4 separate regions of the Mus musculus genome follow, and regions 2, 3 and 4 are each linked to region 1. Evidence: chromatin contacts called from public HiChIP or PLAC-seq, Micro-C and promoter capture Hi-C data. All regions are on one chromosome and are shown on one strand. Each heading gives the region's core, a stretch centred on a gene start, on an enhancer-like site or on the middle of the called end of the contact. The rest is flanking DNA. Distances are from core to core; before and after follow the strand shown.

Evidence for each region. Promoter capture Hi-C pulls out the DNA fragments that hold promoters and counts their contacts. Hi-C and Micro-C count contacts between places; a contact is called where the count stands out from the background. HiChIP or PLAC-seq counts read pairs in DNA pulled down with a chosen protein or histone mark.
Region 2: a contact with region 1 is called in a Micro-C map of embryonic stem cells, with 3 times the contacts expected there. The contact joins the promoter of Nptx1 here to the promoter of Cbx2 in region 1. A contact is called at or near these places in 1 of 39 promoter capture datasets (embryonic stem cells), 10 of 484 Hi-C or Micro-C datasets (embryonic stem cells, stem cell-derived epiblast-like cells and stem cell-derived neural progenitor cells) and 5 of 115 datasets of contacts at active chromatin or transcription factors (all in embryonic stem cells).
Region 3: a promoter capture Hi-C map of neural stem cells shows a contact between it and region 1. The contact joins the promoter of Engase here to the promoter of Cbx2 in region 1. A contact is called at or near these places in 3 of 39 promoter capture datasets (the HPC-7 cell line, hippocampal neurons and neural stem cells) and 3 of 115 datasets of contacts at active chromatin or transcription factors (embryonic forebrain, embryonic hindbrain and forebrain).
Region 4: a FOXA1 HiChIP or PLAC-seq map of pancreatic cancer cells shows a contact between it and region 1. The contact joins the enhancer-like site here to the promoter of Cbx2 in region 1. A contact is called at or near these places in 1 of 39 promoter capture datasets (liver), 2 of 115 datasets of contacts at active chromatin or transcription factors (embryonic hindbrain and pancreatic cancer cells) and 1 of 9 other capture datasets (embryonic stem cells).

The regions. Positions count from the first base shown.
Region 1 is chr11:119,018,831-119,025,535 of GRCm38.p6, reverse strand. Cbx2 (chromobox 2) reads right to left here and starts at 2,515. Exons shown (of 5, transcript NM_007623.3): 1 at 2,356-2,515; 2 at 2,235-2,278; 3 at 1,296-1,361. The coding sequence starts at 2,427. It overlaps Gm35829 (a long non-coding RNA gene), which reads left to right and starts at 1,697. Exons shown (of 3, transcript XR_389218.4): 1 at 1,697-2,263.
Region 2 is chr11:119,546,492-119,553,433 of GRCm38.p6, reverse strand. It overlaps Nptx1 (neuronal pentraxin 1), which reads left to right and starts at 5,614. Exons shown (of 5, transcript NM_008730.2): 1 at 5,614-6,288; 2 at 6,575-6,782. The coding sequence starts at 5,845. It overlaps Gm11762 (predicted gene 11762), which reads right to left and starts at 4,804. Exons shown (of 4, transcript NR_045099.1): 1 at 3,672-4,804.
Region 3 is chr11:118,473,892-118,480,116 of GRCm38.p6, reverse strand. Engase (endo-beta-N-acetylglucosaminidase) reads right to left here and starts at 3,285. Exons shown (of 14, transcript NM_172573.3): 1 at 3,013-3,285; 2 at 1,164-1,234; 3 at 830-1,031. The coding sequence starts at 3,131.
Region 4 is chr11:119,930,034-119,936,609 of GRCm38.p6, reverse strand. It overlaps Gm11767 (a long non-coding RNA gene), which reads left to right. Exons shown (of 5, transcript XR_001780400.2): 4 at 1-982; 5 at 2,421-3,600. Among named protein-coding and RNA genes, the nearest start is that of Baiap2, 9.8 kb to the left of the region's middle. Within about 2 kb of position 3,214, at least 142 of the 459 cell types and tissues checked have an H3K27ac peak or open chromatin away from gene starts, as enhancers often do. A contact at or near this core is called in pancreatic cancer cells, where this site is marked.

The DNA.
Region 1 (6,705 bases), core at 1,266-3,765:
CGCAGGCAAGACACCCATGCACACAAACTAAGAATAATCATTAAAACGGTTATCGAGAACAATCCCTACAGGCTTTCCCCTTGACCATCACACAGGCCTGGCCACATGCACGGGTCCCCTCCCCTAAGCAAACAGACAAATGTGAAACACAATATAGCCAAACACCATTTCCATGGAGCCCTGGACCGTGATCTCAAAAAGAAACAGACTGGACCTCCAGGAATACCCCGAGGCTCAAACCCCCTTGGTTCTCCAACTCCCCAGATCAATTTCAAGGAGCATTTCATGGCTCTGCTGAGCTGGACACCTGATTCTCCATTGTGGCTCTGACTTCTCTTTAACACAGCATCTCCTCACTGACAGCCAGAAGTTAACAGCCAGCTCCTAGTGTCCAGAGCATGTGCTTCCTCCCACTGCATATCCCTTTGCCTCAGGATCATGCTTCACCAGCCAAGCTGGTTTCCCATCTGCTCAAGTGCCCCACCCCCACCCCCAGCTTCTCCAGGAGCAGCAGCTGCAGGTTTGTATGAGTAGCACCTGGCCCAAGGGTGCCACCTCAATCACAGAGAAACATACCAGCTCTACACAGTGCCAAGCTGGCTCCTGTGAGGACCAAGCCATCAGTCTAACAGGCGAGGATGTTGCTTGCTATCTATCCATCCGTTTCCAAAGGAATCCGAGCAGGCTCAAGCACTCACACATCCTGCCAAAACTTATCCCTTTCCCACTCCTGTAACACTGAGAAACACAGGCTGGGCTACCAGAGAACAAGCTCGCTCGACTGACCTCAGCTGGGGAGGTTTCTGAGCAGACATTCATCTGCTTTATGGACAGAGGCATTGCAGAGGGAAGGTGCCGGTGAAACCCACCTCCCTGTCCCCCAGCCCAACATGCCCTTCCCAACACCATCTCACAGGATCCTTATCTCAATGAGTCGTGCCCCCCCCCCCACCCCGAGGCGGGACGTAAGAACTGTAATTACAGAAGTGACCTCAGCACTTTCAAGGCTTGGGCAAAACATCAAACACATGACTTTGCACTCTGGGCCCTCCCTCTCCTGCACCATGGCACACGCACACCGTGGCAGGGGCAGAGGTGTGCTTTTTACAACAAGCTTCCAGCTTCAAGTGCTATTAGTGCCGACCAAAAGCTACTCCACAGAAAAGGCCAAGAGAAACCAGAGGCTGTCTGTGAGGCCTTAAAGTGCTCCACCACAGGCTTCCCCACACCACAGCCCCAGGCCACTGTGTCACCAGCCAATTCCACCCAACTCTCCCCTCCTCCAGAGTTCTCACTTCTTCTGGAAGGCTAGGAGCAGCCTCGGGTCCAAAATGTTCTCTTCTGGCTCCCAGCTGTTGTGTCTGGAAAAGCAAAGCAAAGGGGGGTGGGCGGGCTGGTGAGCAGCATCCAGGTGGGCTGCCGGGGACAGCTCCCACAGCCCCGCTGGGACAAGGGGCACTGCGGCAGAGGCTGTCCTCTGAGGTCTTAGAAGTCCTTAAAGTTAGTTAGCATCCCAGCCTCAAACCCACAGGCAAACTGCCACCTCAAACCCCAGCAGGCCAGGAGAGGACTCGACAGTCTACACTGGGAGGAAAACAAACCCCAACAAAGAGCAAAGCTGCCGAGGGAATCCCCTGGGCCTGGCCCGGAGCCAGGGAGGGGAGGGAAGGCAGGTAGGGGAGGGGGAGCCGGGGGGCACAGACGGAACAAAGTGGAGGATACCACCGAGAGCGCGGGCAGGGCACCGGGTTTGGGGAGTGGTATCTGGAGGGGATGGGGCTCAGGAAGGAGGGTGGCGGGGCAGCTACAAAGGAAGCCCTTTCCGGAGAAGGCCGGGTCCCCGTCCCTCATTGAGAAGAAAGCAAGCTCGGGCCGGGGGTAGGAGTAGGTGGGGGAGCCCTCCCACCAGTAGGAAGCTCAGGTTACAGCAGGATAACTTGGGCAAGGGGAGGGGGCCCGCGTCCCGCGCCAGCCGCGGCCAGCTCCTGGGCGGGGGCGCATGCAACAAATGGGCGCCAGAAGCGCGCGGCGCGGAGGCGGGCCGGGCTCCAGGGACTCGGGGCTGGAGGCCGCCCTGCTCGCTCCCCGTGGGCTCGTAAACAAAGGGCAGCGCCAGTCGGCCAGAGTCCTCTGGGTCCCGAGGCACAGGACTTCCCGCCCGGGCCTGCGATGCGAGGGTTCCCACCCAGGCCGGGAGGCGCGCGCGGGAAGGCGGCCGCGCACCGGAGACTCACTTGGAGGACCAGCCGCGCCACTTGACCAGGTACTCCAGCTTGCCCTGCGGAGAGATAAGAGCGGGCGGTTAGCCCCGCAGAGCGCCAGGCGCACGCGGGGAGCGGGCGGGGGCTCACGCACCTTGCGGAGCCGCTTGCTCAGGATGCACTCGGCGGCGAAGACCTGCTCGCCCACGCTGCTCAGCTCCTCCATGCCGCCGCCCGCCGCGGCCCGCGCCCCGCAGACCCCGGCTCACTGCTGCACACAAAGCGCCGCCCCCGCCGCGCCCCGCCCCGCGCACGCGCGCCGGAGTCGCCCGCGCTGCTCTACCCGCAGCCGCCGGGCCAATAGGCGCGCCGGGCGCGCGGGGCGGGGCGCGCATTGTTCGTGGTAGCCGCGGCGGGGACCAGTCCGTGGGGTTGGGCGCTCTCTGCACTGTGTCGGGAGGCTGCGTGCTCCGGGAATCCTGGGGTCCGGCCGCTCCGGATCGCAGGTCCCTGCGGAAAGCTATTGTTTGGCCAGAGGGCGGCGAAGCGGGGAGCACGCGGCGCTTCTTGCCCCCGCCAGTGAGGGGCGCTGCTCCCCACTAGTCCTCTACCAGTCAGGGGTACAAAAAGAGTGGAAAAGTACGGGGTTCGGGAGGGGACACCGAAAAAGGAGCCTCGAAACTCTACTTAAGGTTGTAGATGAAAAATTCAGGTCACTGGAAGAAGACTGAACTCCGAACTCTTAACTAAAGAGTTGTGAAAATGGGACCTAGTTCCCCGACTTTTAGTACGCGCGTGGGGACACAACCAACTTGATTTTTTTCTTAGTTTATTTCACGATTTTGGTGACGTCGACGTGGGCCAGAGGGATCGGTGTGCAGACTTGGGTGTAACTGGATTCTTGTCACTGCTTGCTAGCTCTGCTAGTAAAGTCCTTTGGATCAATTTCCAGGGGTGGCCCCGGTCCTCCCAGGTCGCCATGGCTTAGGCGCCCTACCCATTTATTTTCCCGCTCAGACATAAATTCCGTTGAACAGTCTCCTTTGTAAGTTTTGAAGCGAGTCAAGCACATGATGAAAGAAGCGTTCTCTCATTTAATAAAGCAGAATCCAATGAAAATTCGCTTTCTGGTTTTGCCTCTTTCTTGAACAGGCTGCGAATCCAAAGTCACACCTTTGTAGGACCTTGTCTTCACGTAACCGTGAACCTATTTATGAAGGAGTAATATCTTTTGGTTGTAAAGCTTTCTGCCCTAAGAAACGAATATCGGGAAACCACTGGGTTTTAGGGTATTCTTCAGTTTAGTTGGTTGGTTAAATCTGCTTTGGAAAGAGCTCGCAGCTGTTTGCAGAGGGGGCAGGGAAAGAGACATTTTTTTTCCTTCTTTTTTCCTTCTTGAGAGCGCAATGATTGCTCATTTAGGTGCTTGGTGCAGTAGTGGATGAAGCAAGGGGGAAGAGAGCCGCTGAAGTCTCCCAGACAGCTCTTTTTGTCCCTGTTCAGATCAGCTGGGCAGTAAATGGTTGCGCTGTACAAAGGTGTGCTTATTGTAATCCTATAAATAGCTGGATCCATTTCAACTGCTGCTTGCGCTTCGGGATTCTATGGGGTGTCACATTTACTGTTAGAATCTGCCCACTATTCCCTTTCTGGAACAGGGTATACCAACACAGTTGCTTACTTATTTTTTAAGAGCAAAGAACTTTAAAAATACAGTTCTTTCTTGTTTGGCGAGAAGTAGCCAAGAACCTAATATGAACACATTGGAAAAAAATAAGTCTCTTTACCTGAAATATGTCTGTCATATATCTTATCTGTCCAACCATGAAAACCTAGTTGGGGGAGAGAGTAGTTAAAATAATTAATTTGGAGAAACAGATACAACAGACTTGACTGGAACGGAGCCATTATCAATGCAGCCAAGGCGTGATTCAGAATTTGTGGCATCTCTGACTCACATCTTTGGCGTAGTAGGATAAGTTAGACTGGTTCTTTCATTTATTTCATAAGCAGCTAATCTGCGTTGACCGGTGCCAGCAACACTAGATACTGAAGCGAGTCTTTAGCAGCGGTCTGACCAGACTGGTATGAGCCCTGGACACCAGGGTCCTCACTGTCTACTGACTGGTGCAGAAGGAATGGGATTTGAAATTGTGTGTCCTTTTATTTCATTGAACTTCTAATGGCCACCTGACGCTCATCGTCACCTACAGGACACCAAGACGGTCCACAAGATACAAAGATCTGGGTTGAGGAGATTCTAAGTGAAAACAAAGCCCTGTAAGTCAGCCCCAGACTATCTGTGCATAGCAATAACCTTGGAACGTTTAAAGACCACATAGAAGAGATAAATCAAATCCCGTGGCAATGAAGTCTAGGCCCCGAGGAGTCCATTCTGGGAGTGACTGTCTTGGTTGGTGCCATACAACATGGACAAGCCTTCAGTTTTACTTTTGTTTTCTGGCAATCCTGAAGATTGAACCCAGGGCTTGGAGCACGCTAGGCAAGCACTTGGCTGCTGAGCTCCGGTCCCTCTCTGCCTTGTGTAGTTGAGAGAGGTTGGAATCCTGTTAAGACAGGTAAGTATGGGCTGGAGAGATGGCTCAGCAGTGAAGAGCACTTGCTGCTCTTACAGAGGACCTGGGTTCTGTTCTCAGTTCCCATATCGGGCAGCTCGCAGCTGCCTGTAACTCCGGGGAATTGCATGGCTTCTAGTGGCTCCCAAGAGCACCAGGAAAACATGGTAAATGTACATACATGCAGGCAAACACTCATACACATAAAATTTTTAAAAATCTTTAAAATAAAAAAAGGGAAGTAGAGGCTGAGGGAAAATGCTCATCTCTCTTGAAGAGAAGCCTGTTTGCAGCACACATACACGTATATGTTTTGGCTCACAACTGCCACGGGATTTGATTTGCTCTTCTGTCTCCTGAGGGCACCTGCATACATGTGATGCACATACACTCTTATGCAGGCACACACACACACACACACACACACACAAATACATATAGGTATTTTCATTCTTGCTTGTGACTTGAGGATCAGAGCTACCGAGACAAAGACATCCATGACAAGGACATACATGACAGGGATATACATGTGGTGCCAATCCATAGCCAGTGGGGATGCTGGGAAGCGAGAGCATCCAGGGATCCTGAGCTTGGCAGGATGAAACTGGATCATCTCAGATGTAACCTTACTAAACAGCTTCCCCAAAGCTAATTTTATCTGAAGGTCCATCTTTGCCACTGTGATCCAAGAGCCATATCTTCCCCATGAGGGATCTGTGTGAGGTAAATCAGGACATAACAGTTGCCTCCTCTCCTTCAGGCTTTTCCCTGCATTTGCTAGACTGAGGTGTGACTTACAGGCTCGCTGTGTCAAGTGATTCGGTTTCTGTATATACAGTGGGTAAACATTGTTCACACACTCCGTACACAGTGCGTGCCTGTCAGTCAAAATATAACCATGGCCATGATGCTTGCCCAAGTTCACAAGCCTTCAGTCCCTCGGCACAGAATACAAATATTGACACCCCCCCCACCCCACTTCACCCAGCACTCCCCAGGGACGGCCTGCAGCAGCTCTCACTGTTTTGTCCAGGTGTTCAACAAGAAAAAGGAATCCGAAATTGCTTCTGGTGCATGTCTGTGAGCCTCAGTCTTGCCTGCCCTTTGTCCACCCAATGCCAATGCACTACACTCTCCAAGTTATGTGCAGATTGCTCTCTAAAGCTTCCCAAGTGTCCCCAGGGGCAGCCTGCCTCCTGGTAGCCCATCTTCCTCAGAACCTGTCCCAGGTCACCTAGTCCATCTCAGTACCCTTAAAAACCTGCCCGGGTGGGAAACACCCTAAATCCTGGGGTCAGGGAGAAGTGAAGGCACACAGCTATAGAGGTGGGAAATGGAGATTCATTATAGGAGGTCCCTGTTGCACAAGGGTGACCATCAGATTCGTTAGCGATTCCAGTTTTGTGATGTTATAATAATGTTGGATAAGTATCTTTATTCTTGCATGTACTATGTGCTTACAGATATTGTCACGGATGCTGGGTCAAAGGGCATTCTGCATTCCTTATGTGTTGTTTATTGTATGCACACACACTCCCCCTCCCCCATTTCAGCAACCCCACCAGGCTGGCTTTGAGTTCTCTATATAGCCAAGGACAATCTTGAATTTTAGATCTCCTGTCCACTTGGGATTACTAGTGTGTGCAGTCCTGCCTGGGAGCCCAGGGGGTTTCTAAATATGATTGCTGCTTCGCTGGTGGGGTGGACTGATACACACTAACCACAGCCTTGCACACTACACGTCTGCTTTTACCTGAGACTGCTGCCTCGTGTGGCGGTGGGGCATGCGATGACTTTTATGCAGCCTTTCAGTGCAAAAATGTATCCTTTCCACGATTTCATTTTACCTTTCAGCGTTGTAGATTTATTTACTTGATGTGTATTGAGTGTGTTGCCTGCACGAGTGTATATGACATTCCTGAATGTCG
Region 2 (6,942 bases), core at 4,365-6,864, 520 kb before region 1:
TGCCGGGCAAGTGTTCTACCACTGACCTACACCTGTGTTGATCATTCAACCTCTGTGACTCCCACACTCTCCCAGACCTCGCTCTGATCTCACCTGATCAGCAGACCCTATTTTCTCACACTACCCGGACCTGTTCCTGGCTTGGTCAGTTCCAGCCAGTGGGGCTCAGTAAGGAAAGGGTGCTTGTGTCTGTCTGCTGTACTGGATGGATGGTGTGCTCTCAGAGATGGGGGTCGGCGTTTTATTCATCACTGGCCCTGGCACCTTGCCTGCCCTCGACAGATGCTCTGGAAATATTTGCCAAACTGGAAGCAAACATTAGGAATGTTTACACTGTGCTAAATGCCCAAGATCTTGCCTGGCATCTGAAACCTCTGCTTTGAACAGCCAGGCAGCACTGCACCCCCACTTCAAAGGCCTGCTTATTGAGACCAACAAAGAAGATCAGGCCAAGTTCCTACCCCTGATCCTAACACTAGGCTCAGCCCATAGGAAGGGGAAGGGCAGGCTGAGAAACCATGTAGGTCTCTGTTCCTAGCCAGATTGGGCCAGCGGCTGGCTCAAAAGGAGGAAGGACTCAGGTGAAGGTGACCCTTTCTAGGGGGACCCCTGGCAGGGCACAGAGAATGGGGTTTGGGTGGAGTCTTGTCTGTGACTGCTCAGTCCCCACAGCAGCAGGGCCAGCTCCCTTGTATTTTCACATTGAGTGCAAACAGAAAGCAAGGCCAGTGTCTGACAGAAGAGACAAGTGAGGTGCCCTGGATCCCAGAGTACCAGGAAGCCTCTCCCGTCTACACAGTGACTGTGGATATGCTGAGCCTGTCCCCAAAGGCTCCCCTATATGAGTGCCTTCCTCTGCCTGACAGAGACTCTTGACTGGAATGGAAGGGCTGGACAGCTATCCTGTTTCACCAGACTTCCTGTGGTGGGCCTCTGCTCATTTCTTCATCTATGAGAACAATAGCCAAAGCATGCCTTAACCAGCCAGGAGAGGAGATACAGAGGGAAGACTGGAGAAAGGACAGCCAGGGGCTGGCAAGGGTTCAGCAGTTAGGAATGCTTGTTACCAGACCTAAGTATGTGCATGTGTGTGTGCATGTGTGTGTGCATGTGTGTGTGCATGTGTGTGTGTTTATGAATGTGTGTTCACACCCGCATATGTGTGTGTGCACAGGTGCATGTGTGTATGTGCACATACGTGTGTGTATGCTTGAGCATATGTGTGTGTTCATGTGTGTGCATGTGTAGGTGAGTGCGTTGTGTGTGTGTGTTTATGAATGTGTGTTCACACCTGCATATGTGTGTGCGCACAGGTGCAAATGTCTATGTGCACATGCATGTGTGTATGTGTGTGTGCTTGAGCATATGTGTGTGCATGTGTACATGTGTTTCTTGCATGTGTCTTTGTGCATATGTATGTGTACATATGCACACATGGCTACAACTGCCCTGGGGGGGGGGCATGAATGAGATGGTGGGGTTCCTGGACCTGGAGTTATAGGCAGCTGTGAACTACTCACTCGTGAGTTCTAGGACAGCCAGGGCTACACAGAGAAACCCTGTCTCAAAAAAACAAAAAACAAAAAAACAAACAACAACAACAACAAAAAAGTACAACTTCTTGCCACAGACACGCCCATGAAGAGGACAGAGGGCTAGACCTTTTCCAGCACTCCCAGGGAGCAGGTTCCCTACATGCCACATGCCAGTGGGTGAGACTCTGTCAGGAGAGTGACTCTGAGGCACAGGTGGGCTGAGGCTGTGACTCAGAGGCCTGTGAGGCTGGCTGCTGTCAGAGCCTCCCCACCCCTCAGTCCCAAGGGGAAGGAAAAATTTCACAGGTCCTGACTGTGTCTTCAAGGCTCAGCTTCCTATAAGAAGCCGGGCTGCTGTTTGTGGATACTGTTTCTCTAACCTTGTGTGAGGGGTACAGTCACACAGAGAGTGTTAGTGGTGCCAGCACCGGCCTGGAGGAGAAACAGAATACATGCAGTGCCCCAGCAACCGGAGTGCTGAAGAGACTTAGCCCCAAAAGCACAGGAATGGGGAGGGGGGTAAGGAAAACACCAGCACTCTCTCCTCCTATGCAGGGTAGTCCCTACTCAAACAGCATCTATGGCAGACACAGCGTGTCCCCTGAAAGGGTTTGTTGGCACGTGGCCAAGTTGCCCTGTGTCCCAATGGCTAATGAGACTCTGTACTTCTCTCCTTGGGAAGGGACTGAAAGGCTTCCCTCTACCCACTCCCAGGTTCCCCTTGCAGGGCTGGCTTTACTAAAGCACAAAGTGCTTCATGCTAGAGGGTCTCAGAAGCAAGGGTGTGGGGAGGCTGGTGCCCCTGTCAGAGGAAAGGCTGTGGGGAGGCTGGCGCCCGTCTGGCACTGTTTCAGACCCACCTGTCACCTACACATGTCAGCCTCCAGGAAGCTCTGTGCATATGGGGCTGGTCCTGATGGTAATGCCAGATGCCTGCCCTGCTCATAACCATGGCTCTGCTGCAGGGTGGGGCTTGGGTGTACCCGTGTGAGCTCCCACTCTCCAGTGGGTAAAGGCCCTGATGGGCATTGCTGTCCTCAGAGTACTGTGTGACTTCCCTGTGTAGTCTTCCTGAGAACACCCACCCTTTCCACTCTGGCACCAAATATCAGCTTGCAAACAGAATTTACCTCGTACTCACAGGCCTACACCGTGCGAGGACTGCTCCCTCCCCCAGTGTTATGCTGAACCCGGGCCAGCTGACTGTTCAGTCTTCAGCAAGTCTGGTTAACAAAGCCATCATCCAGGCTTAAATTATATAAAATTATAATGAAATAATTATAATAAAAACTAAGTATTCTAAACGCATCATTTCCTCAGTATTTTAGACATCTCTGTTCTGCAGGTATCAATGGGATTTGCATGGGTGTGGTGAAAATGCACTACAGCTCTGTGTGAGACCAAGGCTTCCCAGGCTTAGGTGCTGTGCTGTGTCCACAGACTGAGTATTTACCCCACTCTTCCGCTCAACTTCAGGCTCTGCGATGTGGTGCCCATGTCAGGCACAGAGACATGCCTGCAGTCATATAAGTAGCCAGTGGAGCACCCACCTACCAACTTCCTGGGTTTCCCCTCTGATGGCTTTTCTTTGCCCCAGACCCTCTGGGCTACCAGTCAAAACAATGAGAAGCAGAGCCAACTTTATAATGACCAGGGTAGACTCTCCCTACCTAGGATCCTGAGAACCCTCTGGAATGGATTTAAAGAGGGTAGAGGCCTCTTCCAGTGTGTTTGCTCACATGGGCTGGGCAGTTTAGCAATGGTGGTCGAATGGACTGTATCCTTGACTGTCTTCCCTGCTCCCTGCTCCCTGCTCCCTGCTCCCTGCTCCCTGCTCCCTGCTCCCTGCTCCCTGCTCCCTGCTCCCTGCTCCCTGCTCCCTGCTCCCTGCACCCTGCTCCCTGCTCCAGGCTACACAGATCCCAAAGGTCTTGCCACCTCTGGACCTGAGCGCAGGACCCTTTCTTCCCTTTGAGCCCCGCCCCCTCCCATCATCCTCCGTCAAAAGGTGAGGCACCATCAGCGCCCACATGTGACAGTACCAAAGTCACCTAGGTCTTCTGGATGATAAAAATCGGACCCTTGGGCCGCTCCTGGGGCTCAAGATACACTAAGCGCCCAGCTCCCTCTACACACCTGCGGGGGAAGGGACAGGCTGGTCTCCTGCGCCCACGCACTCTGAGCGGGGATAGCCTCGCCGCAGGGCCAGGCCAGGAACTGCTTCGCGTTAGACGCGTGGGGGGAGGCGCCGCCGGGGCCGAAGCGCTAGGTCTGCGCGGGGTCCCCGCATCCGTCCGCGCTAGGTTGGGAGTTGGGGGCAGACGTCGCCCAGCAGCGCAGCGCCCCGGGTTGGGGGGTAATTCCTAGTTCTGCCGGTGTACGTCCCACGCAGAACGGCGGGAGGCTAGTTCTGAGACCCCAGCGGAACCTAGGGGGCACCCAGATGCGAGACGCTGCGTTCCTGCGTTCTGTACCTGACGGTGGACCCGCCGGAGCGGGAGCCCCGCACTCCCTCTCTGCACCACAGCCGCGTCCTGACTGCGGGGTCCCTCTGGCGCCCGGAAGCGGCGGCCCAGCGACGCTCCTGTCGTGTAGGGGCCACGGCAGCTCGCAGCACGGACTCGGGATGGTTAAATGCCGAGAAGAGAAACACAGGCAGTGGGGCGCCCCTGGGGCTCGGGGCTGGGAGGAGGCGTCGGAGAAGACCTGGATAGTGGCTTCCCTGCCAATCTGGCTTCTACCTTCACCACCGGTGATGCCCACCGGAGAGTGGCATCCTCTGTCCGAAGGCTGCCAGTGGGTCCCGGACTGGCGCCTCACAGTCCGGACCTAGTCTGGTCCATCGCAGACCCGTAAAAGGAGTGAGGCAACCGAATGCTTGACTGGAAGGTCTATGGGGCGAACCCAGCCAGCCTGTAGTTGGGCTTTTCCAGTCATTTAAAACCCGATGTGGGTTCTCCCCGCCTTCGTTTTCTTTTCAACATAATTGGATCTTGGGCGAGTTCCCAGGTCCGATTCTGACTCCGACGTGGGGCTGCAGCCCAGACCCTTGTCCAGAGTCCCCAGAGGCATTGAAACCTGGACTGGAATCCCAGCCGGCAGTGCTGCTATCCAGAAAAAAAGGAGGTATGGGTGTGCAGGTGGCTGGGTAAGGTGTCTGTAGGAAAAGGGTAAAGAGGTGCGAACCCCTGTAGATGCGAAGTCGCTGCCCACCTCTGAAACCCCTCCTCCAAAGTCCAGGGGCGCGAGGAATGGGCTAGACGGGGTTTCAAGTGGACCGGTAAACCCAACGCTCACATACACCTACAAAGGGACACACAGACACGCCCAGAGCGGTAAGGGAAGAAGCTCCCCCAGGGGCCCCTTTTGAGTGGCCAGCCAGCTTCTGGGGCGCCACCTGCCTGGAACTAGGCTGGCTTGGATGGCAGGAAGGGTTTGATCCACAGATCCGAGAAGGCCTTAGCCCTGACGAGTGCATAGTGCGGGCTCTCGTTTCCGGGGGCGGGGGACATTATTAGGTCTACAATCCTCAGGAGTTGGAAGAAGGGGAATACAGTAGGGCGGGGAGCCAGGGCGTGGGGGATCCCCAGACTCAGAGTGCTCCGTGGCTTTCAGCCACAAATGTCCATGAATCATTGTTCGGCCTCGCGACCCCTTTTCTGGACCTCAGCGAGCTGAACGCAGGGGACACCGACGTTGACTATTTAGGAAGAAGAGGGCTGCGAGCGCATGGAGCCCGAACCACACGGGCGCTTAGTGTGGAGCAAGCGAACCGAGCTTGTCTTGTGGCCATTCTTCTTTTCCGAGCCCCGTTGGAGATTAGGGGTATTGGGCAGGTGCCCCACCATCTAATCCAGGCCCACGGCCGATCTCCTTCTTGGCCCTGTATTCTGGTAGTCTTCGGGGAAGCGGCGCGGGCCCAGGCGGGGGCGTGCGTGCGGAGGCGGTGGGAGGGGGCGGTGGCGGATCCGGGAGGGACGAGATGGGGAGGGCCGAGGTAGCTCCAGCCGCGCTCCCGTGCGACCCCCGCGGCGCCGCGGGGCCGGTCCGCACACAATTAAAGCGGGATTCCTCCCCCGCTGACGTCGGCGGCGCCGAGGCCCCTCCCGCGGCTGCATAAAAGGCGCGGGCTCCGCAGCGCAGGCGGCAGTGGGGGCCGAGGAGCGCGGCCGAGAAGACTGTGCGGCGTAGAAGCGCGGTGCTAGAGCGCGGGCCGCCTGCGGAGCGACTGCCCCAGCCAGCCCGATCCCGGTCTCAGCCCGATCCCCACCGGAGCCGAGCGGCCCCGGTGCTCCAAGTGTCCGGAGCCATGCTGGCCGGCCGCGCCGCACGCACCTGTGCGCTGCTCGCCCTCTGCCTCCTGGGCAGTGGGGCCCAAGATTTCGGGCCGACCCGCTTCATCTGCACTTCGGTGCCGGTGGATGCAGACATGTGTGCCGCGTCCGTGGCTGCGGGCGGCGCGGAGGAGCTTCGGAGCAACGTGCTGCAGCTCCGCGAGACCGTGCTGCAGCAGAAGGAGACCATCCTCAGCCAGAAGGAGACCATCAGGGAGCTGACCACCAAGCTTGGCCGCTGCGAGAGCCAGAGCACCCTGGACTCGGGTCCCGGCGAGGCCAGGTCGGGAGGCGGCCGCAAGCAGCCTGGCTCGGGCAAGAACACGATGGGCGACCTGTCCCGGACGCCGGCCGCGGAGACGCTCAGCCAACTCGGGCAAACTTTGCAATCTCTCAAAACCCGACTGGAGAACCTCGAGGTCCGCGTGAGCTGCGGTTTCCCCTCCGTGTTATGCGCCCTTCTGCCCTCGCCCACCCCATCCCGACCCGGTCCGGCACCCCCGTCCCCCCTTCCTTGCCTCTTCGGCGCGCTGATGCCTGACCGGCGCCTCTCGAACCCTGCGGGGCACCGAGGGCTGCCACTCGCTGGAGCTTCCCTCCAGGCCACCCCCGCAATCGCCCCAGGGACCGCGTCGCGGGCCTTCGCGCACGGTCCGGGCTGCACGCCTAACGGTGTGGTTTTCCCCTGCCCTTATGCCCCCGCAGCAGTACAGCCGCCTCAATTCTTCCAGCCAAACCAACAGCCTCAAGGATCTGCTGCAGAGCAAGATCGATGACCTGGAGCGGCAGGTGCTGTCTCGGGTGAACACTCTGGAGGAGGGGAAAGGGGGCCCCAAGAACGACACAGAGGAAAGGGCCAAGATCGAGAGCGCCTTGACCTCCCTACACCAACGGATCAGCGAGCTGGAGAAAGGTAAGGGCTCAGGGGAACGTGCTGCATGCTCTCCAGAGACAGCCTGCCTGGGTCCTGCTCCCTGCCCTGGCCTCTTGTCCCGGCCCCACTCTGTAATCCCTCCCCAGTTAGGGCTTCCTGCCCAGTTCCTAGGCTGGAGATACCTCTCCAGGGACGCAGC
Region 3 (6,225 bases), core at 2,036-4,535, 550 kb after region 1:
GAAAGCTCATTCACAGACCAGGGAGTTAGCACCGGCCACGGAAATGCACAGACAGCATTTGGCCTCTGTGAGCAGATGAAGGCGCAGGAAGCAGGAAGGCTGTGCACACACAGGCCCTGTCTCAGGCTTCCGGTCCCTGCACAGGGTCAGCACTGCCCTCAGGGCCATGTCCCTGGATCTACAGGTTGGCCACACCCCCTGGCTGGGTAGCTGGGTCTGACTCAGCTTCCCATCAATCATCCTGTCCGAGAGTGTTCAATAGATGTTAAAAATGTCTCTCTAAGCCGGACGTGGTGGCGCACGCCTTTAATCCCAGCACTGGGGAGGCAGAGGCAGGCGGATTTCTGAGTTCGAGGCCAGCCTGGTCTACAGAGTGAGCTCCAGGACAGCCAGGGCTATACAGAGAAACCCTGTCTCGAAAAACCAAAAAAAAAAAAAAATGTCTCTCTAGCTAGCTCGTGCATAGCTAGGAGAGTGAGGCGGGAGAGAGCACAGGAAGCCAGGGCAAGAGGCCCAAACCAGGACAGAGCCTAGGGGAAGCACAACAGACAAATGAGATGAGAATGAGGCTGCTGGGCCAGAAGGTGATTCTCTTCCGGGGCAGCCTGAGGGACTAGCTGTCTGCGGCTAAAGCAGACGAGAGCTCGCCCAATTCCATATTGCTTCTGCCACAGGAAGGTTAACCTGGGACTGAGTTTCTCTCCCTGAGCTGTCAGAGGCCCATCTGGGACCTGCTTCCATAACTCCGTCCAGGGCTCTAGGACTGCTCTCTACCTTCTTCCATCCCGGGATGGCCAGTAATAAGACCAGCACTGCACCAGAGCCTCACCTGTCCTCCAGGTAACCACCCATCATGTCGTGGCACAGCAGGGTCCGGGGCCTGGGGCTGCTGAGTGGAGGCCGGCGACACACCAGGGGTTCCAGGGCTACATTGAAGCCATCCTCCATGAGCGGGGTCCAGGCCAGGAGCTCCTCCAGCGTCGACAGGTAAAAGCTGATAGGTCTGGTAGTATCCTTGTCATAATATCTAGCTGGTCCACGGAGAGAACCGTTAGGAATATGGAAATCAGGGGACTCGAACATACTCTTCCTCTCTGACAGAGAGGGGAGTGGGGACTGCGATGGCCAGGAAGGGACATGAGTGGGGACTTTGGTCACCTCACCTGGTAAAGGATCCGGGGTGAAACTGACCACCTCTCTAAAGACTGCTTCCTCCTCTTGATCCTCGTTGATCCTAGGCAAAGGGTGGGTTTTAAAAGATTGATTTGCTCTTGTTTTTTGACACAAAGTCTTATGTAGCCCAGGTCAATCTGGAACTGTGTAGTCAAGGGTGACACTGACTTCTGATCTCTGTCCTACCACCTTCTAAGAGCTGGGACTAGAGGGGTGCTCTGCCACAGTCCCCCATTTATACTGGTGATTGAACTAGGGCTCTGCTCTGCACATGGTAGGTGAGCTACACTCGCAGGCACCCACAGGGTAAATAACTGCTGGAAGCAAATGGCTAAATAACACAGGACATGGCTTATAAAATACACACCAGAGGCATGCACGGCACCAGAAAAAGGGGATCTGGGGTTCATCTTCTTTATTAGCAACTAAGGCCTGCTCGTGCTTGGACAGACGCCAATGACAGCCCCACCCAACAGGTGAAACCCCCAAGTTAAACACTTCCTAGAACCACAGGCCTTCTCTGGCCAAGGGATATGGTCTTCGAGTACCAGCAAAATCACCGCCCCCTTCCCCCCCCCCATCTTCAGCAACTGAATAATACAAGGAATAACTACATTGGCTTCATGAAGTTGCAAAGTCTGAGTACAGCAAAATCAGAAACTGTTCATTTGTTAATATGTTTCAAAGTATCCTTTAAAGAGTAGTGAGGTGACACTATAGTAGCCATTTAGGTACACAGTTATCCAAGCTGGCATCCTTAAAAGCCCCCAGGGCCTGAGGCCATCAGGAATGACTTGAGCTCCCTCCTCAGGTTCTGCCATCAATCACACTGTCCCTCTGTAAGTAAACTGAGGAGCCTTTGGAACTGCGGGGATGGCCAGACAGTAGCAGGCTAAAATGGAGACGTCATCTTTTTCTTGTGGTGCTAGGGGCTCAAACCCAGAACTTCCTACATCCTAGGCAAGTGCTCTGCCATGAATCTCTCTCAAGACCTTCCATTTTAATTTTTGCGATGTGGCCTCACTACACCAGGTTGGGGCCTCAAACTTGTGATCCTCTTGCCTCACCCCATCAAGGAGTTGGAATTAAAGGCCTGTGTCATCAGGCCATGCAAAACACCCGCCTTTGAAATCTCACCACCAAATACTCCTCTTCCAGATGGCGCCCCCCTGGCTGACTCCTTTATCCTTCAGCTGCACCCAAAGGAACTCAAAGTCATCCCGTCTGCCCATGCCCACCTGTCACCTGAATGTCCCTCCAGTAAGAAGGAAAAGGACCTCTTAGGATGGCTTCTACCCACAAATACCTTTCCCGTCGGTCAGCAACCATCCTAAAGTCTGAATAGCCCATCTGTCTCACTGCTGTGGGTTTAAAAACGAAGCAGGACACATCAAGTTTGTGCTGATACCTTTCCCAGTGTCCCACCGACCACGGGGTTACAACCCTGGACCAGGGGGGTATGTCTGTCCACTTCTTTGCCTTTGTGCCTTTGCTCATTCTGATCCACCTAGTACAGTCCTCGTCCCTAAAGATTCAGTTCAAATATTACACGAACAGAAAGCCATCCATGTTCGGGATTGCCTAATCTATAGGGCCAAAGGAAGGTGCAGTAGCCTTGGCGCCAGACTGCCAGAACGAGATCCCGATGGGCTGGGACAGGGTCCGTCATAGGTTAGGAACAAGGGAGCTGCTAACTTGCTCGGGTGGCCCGTCTGCGACCGGGGATAGAAGGATGGAGGGACGTAGGTTTGTCCGCAAGCGACAGACAGTGTCGCGCTGCACGACAGGCAGCATGGCCACCCCAAGCCCAGACCTGGAGCTCAGCCCAGCCGTGCGCACCTCCGCCCCTGCCTCCGCCGCCCCGGCCTCCGCTCCGTCTGGTCCCGCGCCTGCTTCTCCGGGGCCGCGGGGCTCCGCTGCCTTGCAGCTCCCCGGGTCAGCACCGACGAGGTCTCCATGACTGTCAGCGACTGCCGACCGCTAAGCCCTCCAGACACTGCTCCAACAGCCAATCGCAAGCCTGGGCCTGCCCCTGCCGCAGCTCTCAGCCAATGGTGAGTGTGCAGCGCCGCGGTTGGCTCGCACCGAGTTCCGGCTAGGATCTGTCCACGTTCTGCAAGCGGCGGGTGTAGAGCCTGAGTTAAATAACCGGAGAGACGGGGCGGGACCTGATGGGCGGGGTCTAGGAGAAAGGCGGGGCTGCGTGGATCCTGAGCCCAAGGTTCTGAGACCCAAAAAAGTGTTATTTAGAGTTAGCCACGAAGTTTTCTTTCCAGACGAATGAAACAATCTGCCAGCGACAACCAAGTCGGTACACGTTAGCAATGAGCCCTGGAACTGGGCCACAGAGACTGGTGGCCTAGCTTCCCTGGGTCCCTGGCTCCTTGGATCCCTGGATTCCTGGATGGGATCTAATATTACAGGCACCTGTAATATTCTGCTTTTTTTAAGAAATTAAAATATAATTACATGTTTCCCTTCCCTTTCCTCCCTCCAATAGTTCCTGTGTACCTCATCCAATCTCTCTCAAATTCATGATTTTTACTTCTTTAATGTTTGTCATCTACGTGTGTGTATATATAAACACAACCTGTTCGGTCCCTTTAATGTTACTTGTATGCAAATGTTTTCAGGGCTGACCGTTTGGAATTGGATAACCAACACAGGCTGACGATTGTCTTTTCTTACTAATGAACAAAAGAAAGAGGTGTTATAACCAGCTTGAGGCAGGGCTCCATGGGATGCTATAGCCAGGTACGATGGGAAACCTAGGAGTAAAGGCAGGTGGAGAGATGGGGGCAGTGCTGCTGACCTGGAGGGACTGTTTCCATCTGTCCTGTAGGGTGGTCAGCATGGTGAGCATGGATAGTTTTCCCCTGAATGCATTCTTCTTACTCTTAAGCCTGTGTTCTGCAGGAAATAAATCCTCTCAAGTATTCAGGGTCCAGGAAGCTGCATCTGCCAGAGGGCACCTCCCACAGTACCTGGGCACAGAAGAGATTCACAGTAACCTTGATGGTCCTGTGTTCAGAGCGGTGAGCAGAAATGCCAGAAGACGAGGAAATGGCTTCTCCTCCCTGAGCCCAATACCCCTCTGCAGCTTGCAGCTTCTGGCCCCACAGCAGCTTGCCCAAGCCAAGTTCTCTGGGCCTCTTTATTACTGTTTACAGGCTTTGAGCTTTATGAGGCCCCAAGCATCCATAAACGCCAAGGGTGGGGATGGTGACTAAGGTGGTTGAATATAGGCCCTGGTTACATTGCCTGTTGGCCAGTCGGCCAGGGAAGGGACGCTGGGGAGCAGGACACTCTGATCTGTGGGACACAGTTGGCAGGACACCTCTTCCCACTGACCCAGGGTGGGGAGGGAAGCTCTGTGTGGGGCTGCGACAGAGAGAAGGTAGCAGGTCACAAGCCCAAACACAGTCATCTACTATAACGCCTTGTGGAGCAAACACAACTATCTTGAAAGCTGTGTAGATCGTCCCTCCACCTCCCAACTCCCTGCCTCTGTACTCTAGGTGCCCCCCCTCCAAGACCTGTGCATCTAGGACAGGGTCATGAGTGGAAAAGAAGAACTGGTTGAATTCTCAGTTTAGGGTCTGATGACCTGACCCCCAACTCCCCACTCCTTCTACAAGGGCATGATGATAGGCCAGTCTTGTGAAAGTATCGTGAGCGGGGGATCAATTTAGATGACGATAGTTGTGTCATGCCCAGAGGACAGCATCCCATAACACAGCCTAACACTGTCTCGCCCTTTCCCTCTCAGTCCCCATAATGCTCCAAAGACCAGAAGAAGGAGAAGCATGGAAACTGAGGGCCAGTGTGGAAGGCCAAGAGTCTGTTGCTCTGAGCGAGCACTGCACTTCTCTTGCCTTGCTTCCTGCTGGCTGCCGGGCGCGGGAGAGGCTCTGATGCTTGGAATTGTGGCTGCCACCTGAGCCTGTGAGAGTGTACAGGATGGTAGGACAGAAGCAGCCTCCTGGATCTTCCATAGAGTAGACACAGCTTCAACCTGGACCACTTCACGCAGGCTCTCCCGGGAGCAAAGGTGCTTAACTGAGCCCAGCACATCCTGTCTGTGATAGTGACTGGATCTAAGATGATGTATGAACAACAGTTTCTGGAAAGAAGCTGCATTTTATAAGCTGGTTAACCGGTTAGAACTTCCTTGATTATTGAGAGTTTGGAATGTTGCAGACCTAGGGTCTAATCACAGATTATCTGACCTATCTTGGCCCCTGGAATAGCCTCTGTCCTTCTCTCTGGGACCTAATGTCCTGTGACTATTAGCTAAATCCTTTAGAATGTACAAACAGGCCCTCTGGGTTCCACCAACCCCAGAGCTAAGAATGTCACCATATAGCATGGGAGACCTATAGCACAGATGTTCTTATTGTGCTGAACGCACTTCCCTGATGTTTCCAACAGTGTTTGGAAGGTGTCTTGATCTATGACTTCCTTTGTTCTCTTACTACAAAAACTCCATGAAACTGCTACCACACTGAGACATGGAATTTGGGGTGACCTAAATTTGTTCCCAGCCCATGATCATTCTTATCTGGCTCCAGAAATAGCATTTTGCATCCCCCAGTGAGGTGAGGGCTGTTGTTAAAAACAGATAACACTGGAGTTGCAGATAGCCCCAGGACTAATTACATTTGATGTTAATTCCATTCTCCTCTGAGGGGCTGCCAACAAGGAGTGAGTCAGCACTCGGGTGATTTCTAGTAAACCTGCTTCCCACCTTAATTTGTAAAATAAAGGAGAGCTGATGATTGGGCAGATAAAGGGAAGGTGAAGTAGAAGTGGGGGAGAGAGAAGAGGATAAAATGGAAGAGGAAGAGGACACAGAGGAGAAGGAAGTAGAAAAGTGGAGCAGAAGCACATGGCCTGGAGAAACCGCAAGTTCTAAGGGGGCCCCCTTAATAGATGGGGAAGATGGTAATGTAGTGGTAGATCTGCCCAGTCGAGGCGCACAGCTTGGATTCCTATTAATTGAGTTGTGTCTTTATTGCCTGGACTTTCTTGGGTTGGAGATTTACCGCAACA
Region 4 (6,576 bases), core at 1,965-4,464, 910 kb before region 1:
CTGCACCTGGAAGGAAGCAGCAGGACTGCCTAAGGCACTGGCCAGATTCCCACACCAGCCTCTGCCTCTTCCCCACCAGGCAGAGAAAAGGAAGGGTGCCGCTTCCACCCAGAGCCACCTGCAAGGCCTGCCAGGCAGGGCCTTTCTAACATGGAGAGCGTGAAGAAGAGCCGGGACAGTGAGCCTGGCACGTCTGGTCAGACAGGAAGATGACTGTGAGGAAAACTGGTGGAGTGCTAAGTTGGGAATGTCATTTCTCCAGCAGGCTCACTTCTCTCAAGGTTGAGAGACAGAGATGTTTGTAGAGTAGTGTAGGAAACTATCTGTCCCCCACCCTAGCCCCCGTCCCTGCCTGGAAACCATGACTCTAAAAGAATATGCGAGACATTTCACCCCCTATCCAACCAAAGGTCGGCTGTACAACCTTTCCAAATGTCACTCCAACCACTGCTGGCAGAACCCCGGAGATGCCAAGCACCTCGGTTCTGCTGTCGACTCTCACCCCAAGCTGCAGGGGGGTTTTGTTTGTTTTGTTTTTTGTCTTTTTTGTTTTTCTGCAGGAGCTAACGAAATTCTTTGTGCACAGCCTGAGGAGTTGGCTTTCTGAGCCTTGGAGCTGCTGGTGTGGGACTCTGGTGTTTTTCCTGCCTTCCTGGGCTCCAAGACATCCTAAGGAGAAAACCCCATGCTCAGACACTTAGGCAGGACAGTTCCAGGACACTGGGATTAAGCGGTGGTACCCGGCAGTTTCCTCAGACAGGTCGGGGCACTGCATCCACTGCTGCTGTTAACCCGGGAGGTCCAGCGCCTGGCTCCTGGGGGTCCAGCTTGGCTGCCTTTTCCTAGGCCCCCCTCAGGCCTTGGCTCTTACAATAGACTGCCACTTCTGGGACCCTTGCCTGAGTCTGGCTTCATCTTTCTGAGGGTTCCCTTCACTGCCCCCTGGTGGCACATCCAAGAAAGAAGCCCTGCCACTGGACAGGTGAGGGTGGCTGGCAGAAGTAGAGGTGCGCACAGCAGGAGGCGAAGGGCCAGCAGGGGAGTGCAGGGTTGTGTGGTTTGTGAGACCAGGCTGTACCTAGGAAGGGAGAAATGCAGCAATAGCATGCCCTGTCTCCCGAGGAAAGGGAAAACTCCTCCCTTCAGGTAGAGGAGACAGAGGAAGCCGGTAGCTGCCTGGAGAGGGGACATAGGGGCAGCTCGTGCATCTATAAGGCCCGTGCTCCTGGGAAATACTGCTTCATGATGTCTTCATAGCACCCAGCGACATCTGCCTACCAACTTCAAAGTCTTTTTTTTTCTTTTTCCCCTGGGTGTTTTGTTGTTGCTGTTTTGGATTTTGTTGGATTGGTTTGTTCCTCTTGTTTTTTTTTTTTTTTTTTAAGAGGCTCTCATGTAGCCCAAACTGGCCTCAAACTTACGGTGTGGTTGAACTTCTTCATCCTCCCGTTGCTAGGAGCGGGAGTTCTGGGCTTGAAAGTTTGCTGTGAGGCGGAGACAAACACTGTCTCGCTGAGCCACATGCTCAGCCCAGAACTGAACTTGCAAGGAGCTGGCTGCCATCTTACACTCTCTTTAGGGATCCAGGAGGCTGCCAGCTTCCCTAGCTCCTCCTCAACACGCCTTTCCCCCTGTTAATTTCAACCATAGCCAGCCTGGTGAGCATGTGACAGCTGCTGAGTTTAGTTCTGGTTTCCCTGGTGGCTGATGAGGAGTCTGTCAGCCCCTTCCTTCCTGGGTCTCTGTTGTCCATGACGATGATGATGATGATGACGACTGATTTTATTCCATTGAGAACTTCACACGTGAACACTAAACATACATGACTCCTAACACATACATACATGAACACTGAACATACATGACCCCTAATTCTTGCTCCTTCCAACTCAACTCCTCCCCCCACATTCATGACCTTTAATCACCATTGTTACATATTTAATGTGTACATAAACATATGCACACACATAATAACCCACTAGGTCCATTCTGCTTTGATTATACATATATACGTCCCTGCTGACCTCTTGGAACTGGCCAAGAGTCTTCTCTTTTTAAAAAAGAGCCACAGCCTCTACCCCAGAGAGCTATGTGGGAAGGAGATTGTGGGTGCCCGGAGACAACCGGCTTGCACCTGGCCACAGCTCGCAATCTTCACTCTTGATGAAGCATGACAGATGCCCACTGACACAGACACATGAGTGAGGTGAGGGAAAGTCCCCACCTGCTCCTTACAGACACCTGTGAGAGCCCAGGCACGGACAGGGCCATTCCCTGCAGCTGACAGCACCCCAGGACTGAGGGGTGGAGTAGCTGAGCCTCACTCACAGGGTGCTGGAAGGGGAACAGTGACCCTGGGCAGGGTGGGTGTCCCCAGTTACAGGCCTGATGATGGGGTAGTACACACCTCCTTCCCATAGGTAGCAACTATGCCTGCTGTACCTGGCAAGAACGGGCTTGTTGAAGAGCCACAGAAGCTAACCCTGCTCTGCTCTGCGCTGCTCTGCTCTGAGGACCAGCACCTTCATACCCCACTACCACCCTCCCTCCGTAGCCCTTGCTAACCTGGGGTTGCTGCTCTCACCACATCCTGCACAGAGCCTCCCACACGTCATTGTCCCTGTAAGCAAGGGATCTTAGGCTGTCCTGCCTTGGGGGACTCCCACACTAGTGAGGTCAGAGGGCAGCTTGCCCAAGTTCATTCCCTCCTACCATTGGAGTCCCAGTCAGACTCAAGGCCTCCCACCACTGGCCCAGCAGAAAGTTGTGTGTGTGTTTGAGACCTGGTCTCTGTGTAGCCCTGGCTATCCTGGAACTTGCTATGTAGACCAGGCTGGCTTCGAATTCAGAGATCCACCCATCCCTGTCTCCAGTGCTGGAATGAAAAATGAGCACCACCATGCCCAGTAGAGTCTCCGCTCTCATCTTGTCAAATGTCCCTGAGATCTCGAGCTGAAATGAGGACAGTATAAACTAATTCTAAGCACTTGTCACAAAAGCAAGGGTGGTGGCAGTCAGAGGCTGAGTAACAGGGCGTGGGGCTGGCAGCAGGGTGCAGGGCCAGCATCCTCGAGAAGTGCCTTTCCTGCAGGGTTGTGGCTCAGGTAGTCATTCCCAAGAACTCATTGGCTCTAGGCTTTGAGCCCCTGGCAGGCACTTAGAGGGGAGGAAATGCCTGTGGCTAGCTCAGGCTGGGCCAAGGGAGTTTCCACCATCCCTCCCAGTTCCAGCAGCAGTGAGATCCCAGGGCCTCTGGCCACATTGGGCCACAACAGCAGCTTCATTCCTAGGCGACGGTCTGAGTCACCATCTGTGGGCTCTGGCTCCTCACCAGCTGGGCTTGCAGCCTTAAGTTTGCCACAGTTTGGCCTCAGCTGAGTCTCCATCACCACTTCGGCCATTTTTCTCTGCTGTTTCCTTTCTTTAAGCAGAAATGTGATGCAAATGGGTTCCAGGTCTGTGCCTGCTGTCACCCGCACACACTTCCAGGGCTGATGTCATGGGTTAGATTCTGGTGGTGCCAGGTCAGAGGCCCCCCACACACTATCACTTGTTGGCCACTGCAGGGCTTTGCAAATAAAGTTTTGGTTTTTTACTGTCTTTAAAATGTTCAATTTATGTATAGGAGTATTTCCCTTGCATGTATGTGTGTGCACCACAAGAGTGCCTGGTGCCCTCAGAGGTCAGAAAAGGGCATTAGATTCTCTAGACACACGGGGTCCTGGGAACTGAACCTGGGTCCTCTGCAAGAGCAACATGTGCTCTTAACTGCTGAGCCATCTCTCCAGTCCCTGTTTGTTTTTGAGACAGCCCAGGCTGGCCTCATAATCACTACAGAGTCAAGGATGACCTTGATCTGGTCCTCCTACCTCTGCCTCTTGAATGCTGGGATCACACTTGGGGCTGGGAATAGGGCTCACTTTGCACGCTGAGCCAGCTCCCCGGGCCCTGTAAGTGAAATTGACTTAGAGTCCGGCCATGCCTGTGCACACTTCTTCCTGTCACTGCAGAGTTCAGACACGCAGGCCACAACTCCCAGAGCATTCTTTTCAATAGGGACATTGATGCTCTAGCTTCCCCCACCCCCCCACCCCCGCAGGAAGCCGCTGGCCACCTCACACCAAGCCTGAGGCACTGAACTGACTGGAGGGGTGGCGGGATTTGCTTCAGCTGCCCCTGGTTGGCTTCTGTTTCTAGGACCCATCCTCCAGGCTTCCAGCTGTGGACACACTGAGAACCCCTGCCTGTGTCTCCTGCTCTGGAAACCCCCGGCCCTCTGCTCTGCTCTGTTCTCCACAGTTGCTGCCAGCTCTTTACCACCTCCCACCACTGGGAAGGGAAGCTCGGCAACCTTGAAGCACAGGCTGGTCCTCCGGTTGCCACTCTTGTGTGTCTTCTTCGGTTTTGAGACAGGATCTGATTTATAGTCCAGGCTGTCCTCAAAACCACAGGGATCCGGTCGCCTTTGCCCACCCTCCCCACCCCACAGCGCTCGGATTAAAGGTGTGTGTCACCATGTTCAGCCTAGTCCCCACTCTTGTCAAATGCCTCTCAAACCTTAGGCTTGTCATTAAACCCAGTGTGACAAAACTTGGCAAGTGCCAGCTGCAGATGGTCAGCCCTGCTCTCTGCTGTCCGCCCCTCTGGAATCCTAACCCTGCCGGCCATCGCTGTTGCTTCCGCTGCTCTCTGCTGCTTTTGTAGAGACGATGCTTACACCTTTGTGTGCTTTGATCGTTCTCAGAGCATTGATTTTCCTTAAGTGACTCCATCTGATGTGGAAGTGAAGTCAGTTTCCTGTGCTTAACTTTTTTCTTGTTCTTGTTCTTTTTTTTTTTTTTTTAAAGCCAGGGTGTCTTGGTTACTTTTCTATCCCTTTGATAAAATGCCATTACCCCGAGGCAGCATTAAGGAAAGAAAAGCTTTTGTGCCAGTTGTAGCGGCACACATCTTTAATCCCAGCACTTGGGAAGCAGAGGCAAGTCCGTCCTTCTGAGTCTATATAGTGTAGAGTTAACAGAACAGTCAGGGCTTCATAGTGAGACCCTGTCTAAATCACCATCTATTTCATATAATTTAATTATATATTACATATAATTTATTATATAATGGGTGGTTATTATTGAACTTATGGTTTTAGAAGGCCATGACAATGCAATGAAATGAAGACCTCGTGGCAGGAACATCTGAGAGAATTCACGTCTTGTACCACAAGTAGAAGGTAGAGAGAACACACTGGGAACTTCAAAGCCCACTCCCAGTGACACACCCCCTCAAACAAGGCCACACCTCCCAATCCTTCCCAAACAGTTCCACCAACTGGGATCCAAGAATTCAAACATTTGACCCCATGAGGGCCAGTCTCATTCAGACCACCACATTCTACCCCCTGGCCTCCCTCCAGGCATGGGGCCATATCACTGCATTTAGTCTCACTTAGAAAGTCCCCACACTCTCCCAGTTTCAACACTGTTTAAAGGTCCAAAGACTTCTGAGACTCAAGCCAATCCCTTAACAGTAACTGTGAACTCAAAAGGCAAATCCCATTCTTCCAACACATAATGGCACAGACTACTACACATTACTGTTCCAAAAGGGAGGGAAAGGGACTCTGGTGAAATACCCAGAGCAAGACTGAAACTCAGCAGGGTAACAACACCATGTCTGGTGTCGGAAGACTTGGGCGGCCCCACCAGTCCAGCTTTGCTGACTTCCAGATACATCTTTTTTTGTTTGTTTTCGAGACAGGGTTTCCTGGAACTCACTTTGTAGACTAGACTGGCCTCAAACTCAGAAATCTGCCTGCCTCTGCCTCCCGAGTGCTGGGATTAAAGGTGCGCACCACCATGCCTGGCCAGATACATCTTTTAAGCTGATTCCACTTCCTGCCAGCAGTTCCCAGCAGGCACCTCTACTCTCACACCCCTACCACCTGGGATCTCTGACAGCCCAGGCTTTACTTCTGCTTCGTGCAATGGCCTCTCAGGGCCTTCCTGTGGGAACTGCCCTGCCACATGTTGCCCGGCCTCAGTAGCTCTCCTTAGAGAATTCCACAACCCCTTCACATATACATCCTTCATGATGCCAGGACTACAGGGACAACACTGCTAGTGGGCTGCCTGCTTGGGACGGGCCCTAGGAATCACACAGAGCAGCTTTTGTCTCTTCCTAAGTCCCTTTGCTTTCACAAGCTGGAATTCAGCTGGGTGGGGGCCTGCCCGGGGTTCTGCCTCCTCCTTAACCTCGTGCTTGCTGTCAGTCCAAGCCTTGCCTCCACCATTACATTTCCTGCTGCTCCTTTCCTCCTTAGACTGCATCTCAAGTTGATTTTTGCCCCCCCCCCTTGCTCATTTTCATTGATGACCAGCGTATGTTGATTACTAACAACCATGGGACAGAGCTGGCATGAGGCTGTTTTGAAATCTCCTCACCAAAGAAATTAGTCCATCACTTTAAATCTAGCCTCTGGAAAATTCTTAAGACAAGGACAGAAAGCGGCCACATTCTTTGCCAAAACAGCACAAAACTGGCTTCTAGCCCAGTTGCTGTTAAAATCTTTGCTTCCAGCTGGGTGTA